2 separate regions of the Mus musculus genome follow, and region 1 is linked to region 2. The links are chromatin contacts, called in public Hi-C maps. All regions are on one chromosome and are shown on one strand. The core of a region is the stretch at or near the end of the contact, and the rest is flanking DNA. Distances in the headings are between cores, read along the strand shown. Region 1 overlaps Efcab11 (EF-hand calcium binding domain 11). Region 2 has its middle 45 kb from the start of Gm26839.

Evidence for each region. A called contact is a pair of places that touch in the nucleus more often than the background predicts.
Region 1: a Hi-C map of bone marrow-derived macrophages shows a contact between it and region 2, with 20 read pairs. The contact joins two enhancer-like sites. A contact is called at or near these places in 1 of 484 Hi-C or Micro-C datasets (bone marrow-derived macrophages) and 1 of 115 datasets of contacts at active chromatin or transcription factors (microglia).

The regions. Positions count from the first base shown.
Region 1 is chr12:99,785,375-99,792,003 of GRCm38.p6, reverse strand. All of the region lies in intron 5 of Efcab11 (EF-hand calcium binding domain 11), which reads left to right. Among named protein-coding and RNA genes, the nearest start is that of Efcab11, 95 kb to the left of the region's middle. Within about 2 kb of position 2,248, at least 98 of the 459 cell types and tissues checked have an H3K27ac peak or open chromatin away from gene starts, as enhancers often do. A contact at or near this core is called in bone marrow-derived macrophages, where this site is marked.
Region 2 is chr12:99,515,341-99,521,926 of GRCm38.p6, reverse strand. It overlaps a transcript of Foxn3 not described here. Among named protein-coding and RNA genes, the nearest start is that of Gm26839, 45 kb to the left of the region's middle. Within about 2 kb of position 2,591, at least 52 of the 459 cell types and tissues checked have an H3K27ac peak or open chromatin away from gene starts, as enhancers often do. A contact at or near this core is called in bone marrow-derived macrophages, where this site is marked.

The sequences.
Region 1 (6,629 bases), core at 999-3,498, 270 kb before region 2:
TTTCATTAGAGCAGTGGAAGACTGACACACAGTTTTATCTGCCATCTAATCCACAGAGCTCCTCAAGCTCCTGAACAATGTGAGCTTCCTGTGGCCCCTGAGAATAGTTACAGATTGCTGACCGATTAGTTAAAAGGCCCACGGGAGCTCTCCACCGGCATCACTTATTTAGGGTTTTCACTGCTGTGAAGAGACACCATGACCACAGCAACTCCTATAAAGAAAAACATTTAATTGGGACTGGCTTACAGTTTCAGAGGTTTAGTCCATAATCATCATGGTAGAACGCATGGCGCATGCAGGCAGACATGGTGCTGGAGAAGGAGAGTTTTACCCCTGGATCCTTAGGCAGCAGGAAGAGATTGCCACGCTGGCTATGGCTTGAGCATCTGAGACCTCAAAGCCCATCCCTACTGACACAGCTCCTCCAACAAATCCACACCTGCTCCAACAAGGCCTCGCCTCCTAACAGTGTCACTCTCTATGGGCCTGTGAGGATCATTTCTATTTAAGCAGCACAGGGGTGATTGCTTGCTGCTCCGCAAGGCTGGCCTTGCAAGTAAAGGCACTAGGTTCTCCGTGAATTGTCCTACCATGATGTTGTCATACAACATACTAGATAAGATGTTCTCTGAGTTTTACCTACTCTTTGCAGCACCTGGTCATGGCCGTTACCACCGCCCCCATGTGTGTTGAAGAGGCAGGGACTCAGAGAGCGCTGGAGTGACTCTTCATGGTCTCTTAGACAGCGCACAGACTTAGATGCTAAAACTCATGCTTTTAACCATGCCAGGCCCAGGCCATTTAACCCTAGGAGTATAATGCAAGCCTCATGGAAGTCACAGTAGTGACGAGAAGTTAGAGAGTAAAACGGCAGGAGGGGACCACTCTGGCAGCCACTTGGATCTTCCTGGCTACCCTTTTTAAAGACTATATTCCATTGCTTCCCTCCAAGCAAAGTGGAATCTCTGGTGTCTGGTGGGTCATATTCCTCGCCAAGCTGAATTGAACACTCCGAAGCGTGGCAGTGAGGGAAGGGACCGTGGAGATATTTTAATGTCACTGGTCATATTTACATCTCCTTAGCATATGACTTAATGAGACCTAATGTGCACATGTTTGTTTCTGTAAAGAAGCAGCCAGGCTCTATCCGGGTTTCAGTCTCGGAGAGGCTAGTGAAAGGTCTGAATCCCGTTTTCCTCCTGGTTTCTAATTGGTCCCTGTGAGGGAAGCCAATTACTTAAATGAAATGGGCTTCAAAGGCTGGGGACGAAGAGTAGTTAGCCCTGGCTTGCAGGTTCGCCTTTCCTTGGCTACAGAAAAAAATAAGCAAATGTCAACTTTCATGTGAACACTTGGAACAAGGAGGTGCCGTGGAGGGTGACAGGACCCAGCCTCCCCGGATGCCCCAGGCTGGCAGCTCACTCAGTGCTGGGGTGAGCTGGGGGAGCTCCCAGCTCCAGCTTGTTCAGGAGTGTGGCTTTAACTGTGTGGCCTGGTTTATCTTGAGGTACGCTTATAAATGCTATAGCACGCTTACTACAGGCTGGTTCAAATTTTTCCCACTTGGTAGAAACAAAGGAAGTAGAACCTCTAGCGAAGAATGGGTTGCTTTCTGGATGTTTGGGAGGTTGACTCTAAGTGGTAGCTTAAGTTCCTTCCCAGGCTAGTCCACGGGACAACTTTTAAGCCTTTGTGTGACTAACTTTAAACCTGTGGATTCTAACAGTGTTAAAGAAAGAATGGGGGGGGTGGAACAGGACACTTTTCTCTGCTTTTCTGAACCAGGATCAGCCTTAGGGGGTGGGGTGTCCTCCTCCCTCAGAGGTCCCTAGAATTACAGAGCATCATTGAAGATACCTGCCACTTCTTCCCTTTCTCCAACCTGTCCAGGCTCTCGTTCCTCAGTGGAGCTAGTCTCAATGTTAGTATTTTGATTTAACTGTTTCATACAAACACATAAATAAACAGTTCCTCAGGTTCTACCAGAGACATGTGCATTATTTAAATAAAATGCTTAATCATGTGCTTATTGAGTCATGCAAGCACAGAGAGAATCAAAGAATAATGTGAACGAGGCACAGATCACAAGTTTGGAGCCAGCTCGGGCCAGATAGTGAGATCCCATCTCAAAACAAACCAGGCCATGCAGGGGAAGTTCTTTAGAAGCCACAGTCACAGAGCTGTTGGCCGAAAACACTGACAGGGAGCCTGCTGCCTTGAGAGTCCCCAGCCAGCTCTGCCAGTCACCACTTCCTCCTTTGTGTTGTTTATGGCCCTTTAGGTCTCAGAAAATGCCCCATGGCAGCATCATTGTGCTGGCAGCAGTCTGGACTCCCGGTAGTGGGGAGGCCTCTAGAGGACTGGGTATTGCCCTGAGTTCTACATAAGTCACAGAGCATCAAAGGTAAGGGAGACATTGTCTGTCAAAGACACAGGTGCTGGCCTGAAGGAGAAGGCTGAGGCAAGGAACCAAATAGAGGAAAATTCTAGGGATTGTTGAGCAATTCAACCCCACAAATTGGTGATGAAAGCAAGTAGATCAGATTCCCCACTTCACACTTAAGTTCACAGCCCAGGGGGAAAATTGACCTGGGGTGAGAATCATTATGGGTGGTCTCTACCTGCCAGCCTCCAGAGCCAATTGTGAGTGAGCAAACCAGGGAACCTGAGGTCAGTGTGCCTTCTCTAGGGTGCCGTGGTGTAGCAGAGACCTGGATAAGGCTTGGAGAAATAGTGGGAACAATGAACTGAGCCTGGGGCAGGCTTCTCAAGAGACTTGAGTTGTGTGTGAGACTCTGGGGGGAAGCACCCTCCTGTGCCTTCAGGGAATTGCTAGGAAGACTTGGAAGAGGAGATACTGTCTACAGGAGGGAGACCCTGAGAAGACAGACACAGCTGTCCTGTAGGCCTCCTAGACCACCACAAGGGTTTTATCCCCAGCGTGTGGGACTTGATCTTAAGAATCTTAAACCAGAGAGACGGTTTATACTGTGTGGCCCTGACCATTGGATTAGCTGGGGTTGAGAGCTACAGGATCTTCGTGCGGGTGGTTGAGATCTGAGGGAGACCAGAAGGGGCCATTATCCCACCATGCCATTTGGGGTATGTTCTATTTTAGATATATTTCTGATTATCACTTACACCACGAATGAACTTCTATGATTGAAAACTCCATCTCTTTTGAAACTCAAGTCTACTAACAGCCTGGCAGAATTGTAGCCTGGATAACATTTTGAAGAACCTTCCTTTTCAAATTAGGTGCCCCTTCCCTTTCTCCATGCCTCTGTCCCCATCAGACTACTGGATGGTTCACCCGTCATTCTCTAACAACACCTGCTTTCAAAAGTGGCTCTGTCCAATGTGACCTATATGAACTTGATGCAATTTTGAGCCAGCTTGTCACCTTCCTGAGTATAACATGTGGTCAGTTTAACTTTATTCACCTTAAGTGAGAAAAGGCGTCTGTTGGCTCTGTCTGCTGAATCGTCCAGACTAGCTTTGGCTGTAATTCCACCGGGCTTCCTTCTTTCAGCCTTAGCCTCACTGTGATCTTGGACCAACTCCCCCCGAGGCTGTCACGGTGCCTGCAGCAGCTCTAGGCCTCCACTCACAATCTCATCAACCCGGGTTAAGAGTGTTGTTCTGCTCAAGGGCCAGAATTTCTGGGTTCTCTCTAGTGTGAGACACCTCTAAGTCGATGGTTAGGGCAAGGGTGCCTAATAATTTGAACAGTAGTCCCAGGTAGGGCATGTGGCATCTCTGCTTAGTGGCAGAGTGCAGCCCTGGAGCTTTTGGGTGCCATCTACCTCCAGAATCACAGAAATCCTGGAGGCAAGAATAGGCCAAGGCCCCCTGGGTTCTAAGGATGCCCCTAACACTGCCAGCAGCAGCAGACTTGAGAGTTTCAGTCATGTGACTCCTTGTAAAATGTTAAAGAAAATGGGTATCAGGTGGTACAGGCCTGTGTTCCAGCCTACTTTCGAGGCTATGGTAGTACGGTTAGAAGTTCAAGTTCAGCCTGGACAATTTAGTGACATGCTGTCTCAAAGTAAAGAAAGGTGGGCAGATTGCTCGGTGGTGGAATAGTGGCCTAGCATGAGTAAGACACTACATTTCAATACCCTGTGCCAGGCAGGGAGGAAATAGACAGGAAAGGAGTTGCTTTAGAGAGAATAGTGGGGTCATTCAGGAGGCTCCACAATGTCCCCACAATCAGTCCCATCCTTGGCATTCTTAGTTGCCTTTCCACTGACAGTTTCCTGGGTCATGACGATGGCTTTTGAAGCTGGAAGTCGAGAACACTCAAAATTAGCTAAGTGGGGTGAGGCAGGGTGCAGTGACAGAAATTTTCTACACAGTATTTGGAACAAGTTACCAACAAACAAACTGTTCGCCACTGTATGTATTGAGTAACCTTTGAAACTAGACTTCAGCAGTAGAATGAAATCATGCAGTATGGGAATTAGTTAAGGAGAAGTTTGATGGTCTTGTTTTTCATGTCTTACCTAGGACTAAAGATGTGTGAAATTCATGAAAAGGGATTCTTTGAAATTTGTGAAATGGTAATAGTGTTTACTTGTCTAACACACGGCTCTGTAGGCATCTTCAGAAATATTTCAAAAGCAGGCATAGTATTTAACATTTAGAAATTTATACCCTAGGTCCTTTTTCTGCACCCAGCCATATTCATTGAGACTCACAGAAACAATAGCAGAAATGGGCGCATGTGCATCCTTGCCCACAAACACCTGTCATGTGCAGGGGGATTTCGGGTGGCTGGGACAGAAGAACTCCCATTCCTCAGAGAGAGGAAAATGGTCTGAATGGAAGGAAAGACAGAGAAATGGAAAGCAGCCACAGGCTGTTCACCACCTCTTCCAGCAGGTGAGGCTACTGGGAGGAGCGTGGAGCCCTAGTGCCTGCCGAAGTTTTATTTCACATTGAAATGTTGCATAGTCTTTTGCCTGAAAGAAATTCAAGAATAAGCTGGAGGACAGCCTACTGAGGGTGAGGAGCTTCCAAGGTTGGCAAGGAAGAGAACATCCCCAGTGCCAGAGCAAGGTCGCATGTGGCTTTTGTTAGTTTTATATCTTTAAACAGGGTCTCATGTGTACCACGCTGGCCTTGAACTCCTGATCCTCCTGTGTCTAACTCCTATGTGCTAGGATTATAGGTATGAGCCACATGCTCTGCTTTACGTTTGCTTTCGAATTGCGTCATGGTCTGTTTTCTCTAAAGTTACTGTTAGAGTGCGCTGCTTAATTCTGCAGTTTCCCCTGTTGTATAGTATGTCCTGTAGGGAGATGGCCAGTGATGAAGAAAGTTTCAGCAAGAGCAACACAAAGCCACCCACTTTATTTATTTATTTTTCAAGACTGGGTTTCTCTATGTAGCTCTGGCTGTCCTGGAACTCGCTTTATAGATCAGGCTGGCCTTGAACTCACAGATCTGCTGGCATCTGCCTCCCAAGGGCTGAGACTAAAGGCATGCACCACCACAGCCCGGCTACATTTCTTTGGAAGTAAATGGTATGACAGTTTTTCCTACAGGCACTGGACACTCTCTGTGTCCCAGTGTGCTCAGCACTGTCCCTGCTGACATGGTCAGACACAAGCATTTTGGAAAACAGAATCATCGTGATTGAGTCAGGAGGCTCCTCAGCTGGCTTTCTTACCCCTTAAATACAATGAGGATTAAGCCTACAATTTCCCATTTTGTGCTACCTGTTCACTTTTCATTATTTCTTGAACTTGACGGTTCATTTTTTTTACCCTCCAAGGCTGTGAACTTCTTCTGGATAGGGGTCACTTAATCTCAGGATCTCTAGGCATATGGAAGAAGTCCAATGGATGCTCTCAAGGGATGGATGGAAATATGACACACTTCAAAAGAAAGCCACAACACAGAGGAAATTTGCTACAAGTGCATGTGGTGGGGTTAATTTTTGCATGGATTGCACACCTTCTCAGACAGCAACTCCCTGCTGGTTTTACCTACCCAAGAAACCTTGATGTCGAGGTACAGATTTATAATCCCCCCAAAAAGGTTCTCTCAAGCAGCAGCTGCTCACTGTGACACCCTAACATGTTCCCATAAGGCAGAGGCTCAAACCCTAAAAGATTTCTGCTTTCTTTTTCTGTGTAATTAAGTTCTTCCCAGAACACCTTTCATATTGTAGATTCCACAAGTGTATTTCCACAAGTCCACAGACCCACAATTGCATCACGATTACTAGCTTTTGAAAGCCTCCCTTCATTTCCCAGCCGGCAGCTTCCTGTCAGGATTCATTTCCCATTTAGAAAATATCTCTCTGACCCACAATTTTCTGGACACAATTCATCCTTCACATATTTGAGCCTTCCCATTGTCATCAATCCTTAGCTCCTCAGATGCCAAAAAAATCTGTTTATATTCACCGATAAAATCTATCCAAACCACTGAAGGACAGAAGAGTAACAAGAATGTTTAAGCGATTTTGTCCTGCGATTTTTCTAATTTAAGGAAAAATGCTTTTAGTATCCATTTCTGTTATTACTGTTTGAGAAATCAAAGTAATAACAGTTGCAGATGAAATGAGATGTGCGTTCTCTTTTCCCCTCACTCTCTATATAGTTAAAATTAAACTT
Region 2 (6,586 bases), core at 1,342-3,841:
AATATCCAATATATATAAAGAACTCAAGAAGGTGGAGTCCAGAAAATCAAATAACCCCATTAAAAAATGGGGCTCAGAGCTGAAAAAAGAATTCTCACCTGAGGAATACCGAATGGCAGAGAAGCACCTGAAAAAATGTTCAACATCCTTAGTCATCAGGGAAATGCAAATCAAAACAACCCTGAGATTTCACTTCACTCCAGTCAGAATGGCTAAGATCAAAAATTCAGGTGACAGCAGATGCTGGCGAGGATGTGGAGAAAGAGGAACACTCCTCCATTGTTGGTGGGATTGCAAGCTTGTACAACCACTCTGGAAATCAGTCTGGCGGTTCCTCAGAAAATTGGACATAGTACTACCGGAGGATCCCGCAATACCTCTCCTGGGCATATATCCAGAAGATGTCCCAACTGGTAAGAAAGACACATGCTCCACTATGTTCATAGCAGCCTTATTTATAATAGCCAGAAGCTGGAAAGAACCCAGATGCCCCTCAACAGAGGAATGGATACAGAAAATGTGGTACATTTACACAATGGAATACTACTCAGCTATTAAAAAGAATGAATTTATGAAATTCCTAGGCAAATGGATGGACCTGGAGGGCATCATCCTGAGTGAGGTAACCCAATCACAAAGGAACTCACACAATATGTATTCACTGATAAGTGGATATTAACCCAGAAACTTAGGATACCCAAGATATAAGGTACAATTTGCTAAACGCATGAAACTCAAGAAGAACGAAGACCAAAGTGTAGACACTTTGCCCCTTCTTAGAAATGGGAACAAAACACCCATGGAAGGAGTTACAGAGACAAAATGTTGAGCTGTGACGAAATGATGGACCATCTAGTGATTGCCATATCCAGGGATCCATCCCATAATCAGCTTCCAAATGCTGACACCATTGCATACACTAGCAAGATTTTGCTGAAAGGACCCAGATATAGCTGTCTCTTGTGAGACTATGCCGGGGCCTAGCAAACACAGAAGTGGATGATCACAGTCAGCTATTGGATGGGTCACACGGCCCCCAATGGAGGAGCTAGAGAAAGTACCCAAGGAGCTAAAGGGAACTGCAACCCTATAGATGGAACAACAATATGAACTAACCAGTACCCCGGAGCTCTTGTCTCTAGCTGCATATGTATCAAAAGATGGCCTAGTCGGCCATCACTGCAAAGAGAGGCCCATTGGACTTGCAAACTTTATATGCCCCAGTACAGGGGAACGCCAGGGCCAAAAAGGGGGAGTGGGTGGGTAGGGGATTGTGGGGGTGGGTATGGGGGACTTTTGGGATAGCACTGGAAATGTAAACGAGGAAAATACCTAATTTAAAAAAAAAATGAAAACACACACACACAAAAAAAAAGCGATTAAAGATGAGAGAGGCCCCGGAGAGATGGTTCAGCAGTTAAAAGGCATATTACACAGGCCGAGGGCCAGAGTTCAATTCCCAGCATCCACATCAGATGACTTAGCACCACCCTTAGCACGGTGCAGAGGGTCTGGTGTCCCCTTCTTGACCCCCCAGGCTCATGCCACATGTACACATATGGTCTCCCATGTACATAATGTGACCAACCAGATCATTGGTGGTGAAAGATAAACTAGTTTTAGAGAACATAGCCAGATATCTGGCCTTTTGGCTGCCATATTGCTTACTGGGTCACGATTGATTGGCAGTCACATCTACCACACCATTCTTCCCTTTCCATTCCTGTTCTTTTTCCCAGTGGAGGGAACTTGGTATGCATGTGGAAAGTAAAGGAGAGGAGGAAGAGGAGAGGAGAGCCATGGAGTCCATTCAAAAGCCCTGGGGGAGGGGCAGCAGGACTTTGAGAAAGGTGGCTATCATGACTGGGTCATGTTAACATGGGCGGGTGTCAGATAATGCCATCCCCCCATGTTAGCAGGCTGAATAGAATTTCCATGTCATGGTCTCAATGTTGCAAGATTGGAGCTGATACCCCCTGTGACATGCCCGTGTCCTGAACCAGCCATTTTTGACAAAGCAGGATCCAAAAGACATTGTCTCCTAAGGCTAAAAGCTAACCGTTTGTTGCCTCTTTTTTTTTTAATTTAAGTTATTTCTTCCCTGTAGGAAAGTAAAGAAATGGTGCTAAAATAATAATTAAATGCTGACAGGGCTAAGTTTCTCCCCAGCATGAGCCAGCAGCAGTTTCCTACCACAACATTAGGTCATTTGAAGAAAAAAAAAAATTCGACGAAGTACAAACGTTTCTAGGCTTTCCCTGTTAGCCTCTCTTCAATGAACCAGCAGCAGAAATGAAAGGGTGTAATTTGACAGCCACAATTTACTTAAGGGTGGGGGAGATACAATGGTAGCGTGTGTGTCAGAGTGAGGTTTGTCTAGGGACTTCTTCTTGCTCTTTCCTGGTGAGGATTGTTTGCCAGCCCTGAGCTTCTCATGCCAGTGTCCTGGACTGAGGCCCAGAGCTGCCTTCGAGGCCAGCCTTTCCTTTTCTTTCTTTTTCTTTTTCTTTCTCCCCTTCCTCTGTGCAGCGGGTTTCCCATTGCTGGGGTTGAATGACCTTGACTGGAGCAGGCTCAGGAAAGGAAGTGTCCTTGCATGGAGCTCCTCCGCACAGCCCTCAGCGGTGGCTTTCTGCATCTGGCGGCTCCCTGCGTCTCTTTGTATTAACTCGCTGTGGCATGAGGGCTGCAGGCCAGATTTGACGTGTAGATGGAGTTGTTGTGTGGCATATGGTAAACGAAGCCGGCGTTGCTAATTATGCTTCCTCTGTACTTTCTCCTCGGATTCTGCTCGACCATGGCTTTCTAGCGTTTGGACCCCGAGTTCTACTTTTTTGGGGGGGGGCTTGGTTTAGTCTCGTCTTTGTGGATACTGGAAAGAGAGTTTCAATTTCGGGGCTCATGCAACCCAAATCCTTCATTTCAAAGATCAGGAGGACATCAGGTCTCGGAGACTGTTTCGGAAGGGACTTGCAAGATGGAGGTCAAAGCTCAACTCCCCTAAGCATCTGGCGAGCCCAGCTCTGTCCTTCAGTGTTGTGCCTTGCACAGGTGTGTAGTAATTCATTTCCTGGTGCCTCCGGGACAGAGCATTCGGACTGCCAGGTGTGAACTGTTCTGGAGCCCAGGATTCCAAAGCCAAGGTGCCAACAGGGTTGCCCAGGTGACCACAGGGACCTGTGGAGAACGTTCCGCGCCTCTTGGCTTCTGTTTTCGTCAGCAACTCTAGTTTACTGGGGCCCAAATAGTAAAGAGAATGTGAGGCTTAGTTTTGACTCACAGTTTCTGAGAGTCTGTTCCATGGTCTCTTGCACCCCTGTGCTTGGGCAGAGCATTGTGGTAGTGGGAGGGAGTGACAGGGGCTTTTCCCTTACCCGTGGAAGCAGAGAGCAAGACTGGAAGGAGCTCAGGCTAACTAACTAAGCTTCCTCGATTGCCTGCTTACCTACGTCCTTCAGCCGTGTTCCACATCTAAGAATTAGTCCCACATCTGCCCCATGTGGACCAAGTATTTAAGCACAGGATCCTGTGGAGAGCATATCATATGCCAACCATAAAACCTTGGCACCCAATGGCTAATCGCTCCATCCCTCCATTCCCTCCCGTAATCACCCTCTGCCCCATTCCATGGGTGGCTTCTCTTCTTAGACGGATGCTAAGCGTGCAGCACTCAGGGTGTGCCTTGCTGAGCGGGCTCTCACTTCAAGCACATCTCTAAGAGACTGTTTCCGAAGCTCTCTTGCTAAGGCTTCAACAGACGCTCTGTGGGGAGAGAGAATTCACCGAGTAACGGCTGAGATGGGGTGAGTCTTTCCATGGGGGGATTTTGGAGACATTTAACTGCAATGAATCATTATCACCTTCAATAGTTCTTTGAGAGTGTGGTCTCTTTATGCTTTTCCTGTCGACTGAGGAACCTGCGTCCTCCCATGCATTATTAATGACTGTGGTAGGTAAGCGTTCCCTTTTAGCACTGACGGGAGGGTGTTTGAGTCAGTCTGGGATTAGTTATTAAGTGAGAGAAAGCTAGACACAACTCAGAGACCAGACTTCCATTGTGAACATTTATTGGTAGAGATTCCCTGGGTCCTTGGAGAAGCATTACAGCCCTTCAGTTTGGAGAGTTATCATTCATTATCTTCATTTTTATATTTATTCTACAATTGCTGAGGTGCTATCATAATTTAGGCTATAGAATAATGTGTTCTATATGACTCATTCTATAGTAACTTATTCAGCAATTAATCAAATCTTACCTTTCTATCAGACAGTTGGGTGTTTGTTTGTTTGTTTGTTTGTTTTCTCTCTTGCTTGCTCCTCGTGCTAAATCTCCACTGTGCTCGGAAGCCACCAGGTCACATGTTCTTGCTATTATTGTCTCCCATGGTGGCCAGACCAAGCTCCCACAGTTCTGTTTCCCAATTCCTTCCCCGCATTTAGTACCTACCTCCCATCATCCTTTGCACCCCTGGTTCTTACCGTCATCAGAAATGATGTCCCCTTTATGTCTGCATGAGGCCTCACATCTGCTTATGCCCACCTCTGGGCTTGCATCTAGCGCCCTTCCTTCATGGCTTTCCAACAACCCACACAGGAAACCAGCACCTCTGTAATAGCCACCATCTTTAAATGCCCTTCCTGCAAGAGGTGGTGCTTCCTGCAAGAGGTGGAGCTTCCTGATACGCGGGGTTCTGCCATGGCCATTTTGTGTGGGATGTTGCCTGTCTCGTTGTGGTTCTGAGAGTCAGGTGGGAATGAATATCAAAATCATTTAAAACTCATCTATGGAAGTGACTGTTCATATATATGTCTGTTACTCTGTGTGCCTCCATTCACCTACCTGTAAAATGGACAGATTAATCATACTACCTAGTTAAGATGAATTGAGTCCCATAGGGCAGTAACTGGCTACTAGTGAATCATCACTAGTGGCTAGCCTCCTTGTTGTCCTATCCTTACGTCCAGTATCTTTGCTGATAGGACCATAAGGCCCTGGAGGACTGGGGCTTTACAGTGCCCTCCACGTGGGCTGGAGAGTTGGCTCAGCTGTTAAAGGGTAGGCTCACAACAAAAAATAATGAGTCTCCTCCTCAGCAGAGACCTGGTGTCTGCATCTGTCTGTCTGTCCTCCGTTTTCTTTTTCCCTGAGACAGTCAAGCCTTCTCTGATTGCTCTAACTGACTAGCAGCAAAAGCTGTCTGACAGCAGTGTTGATTTTGACTCTCTACCTAAATGAGTATGGTAAGCAGATCTCTCTGGCAACTCAGATGCCATCATCCAAAAGTGGTCCAAGCTTGTTTTACTTTGATGTCTCCTCATCAGGATGAAACATGGGCATGTTTTCAAATACAGCATCTTCTTTTAGGTTCCTTGAGCCTCATTTTGACAGCCTCCAAGTGTATGCAGTGTCCTTGTAGTAACCCCTCGAAAGGCCAGATGGGTGTGTGTTTTATGGGGTGGACGGTTTCTGTATTAGCTTTCCATCCCAGCGTCCTGTGGAGGGCAGCTGGGTAGGGGAGAGTAGATAGGTGAGAGGAGACAGAGGGGCCTTCCTTGCACACAACAACTTGGAAGTCTAGTTTCAGCATGTGACCTTGAGTAACGAAAAGCGAGGAAAAAGCTGTGCCTGGTTGTGCAGCCCTAGAATCCTAACTACTGAGGACTCTAAGGCAGGACAGTCACAAGTTCAGGACCAGCCTGGGCTAAAGAGTGAGTTTAGGGCCAGCTTGGGCAACTTAGAAAGACCTTGCTTGAAAGCAATTCTTTTTTTTTCTTTTTTTTTTTTCTTTTTTCTTTTTTCTTTTTTGAGACAGGGTTTCTCTGTGTAGCCCTGGTTGTCCTGAAACTCACTTTGTAGACCAGGCTGGCCTTGAACTCAGAAATCTGCCTGCCTCTGCCTCCCCAGTGCTGGGATCAAAGGTGTGCGCCATCACTGCCCGGCTGCAGTTCTATTTTTGAGACAAGAATCTCACCTGTCCTGGAAATCACCTCATTAGACCAGGCTACCTCAGACTCACAGAAATCTACTTGCCTGTGACTAACTGCTATAGGGTTAAAGGCATGCACTACCACTGCCCAGCCCAGAACATTTATTTAAACAAATAAATTGCTTGTGTTTGCACAGATACATCTAAAGGATACAATGGTTTTAAATAATATTCTAGGAAGGTTTTTCTCTCCCACCCCCACCCCCGGTTCTCCCTCCTCCCCCCTCTTTCTTTGATGATATATATTGTTTCCTGTCTGGTCTGTGTGTGCTGAGGGGCGAACGCTGAGGAGTGAACAACAAAAATACTGACAAAGCTCTAATTCTCCTTTCCTCTCACTAAATAGGAGAAAATAAAAAGGAAAGGGACTGGGGAGATAACTCAGCACACAGAGTACTTTGCCAAACAAGCATGAGGGCCTGCCTTTGAGCCCAGAAGCCACACTAAAGACTGCTGGGAGACAGAGGCAGGCAGAGCTCTGAGTTCAAGGGCAGCCTGGTCTACAGTTGCGAGTTCCAGGATAGCCAGGGCAAGAGAGAAACCTTGTCTTGAGGGAAAAAAGTTCTGTAAAGGCAGATCAGTGAGTTCAAGGCCAGACT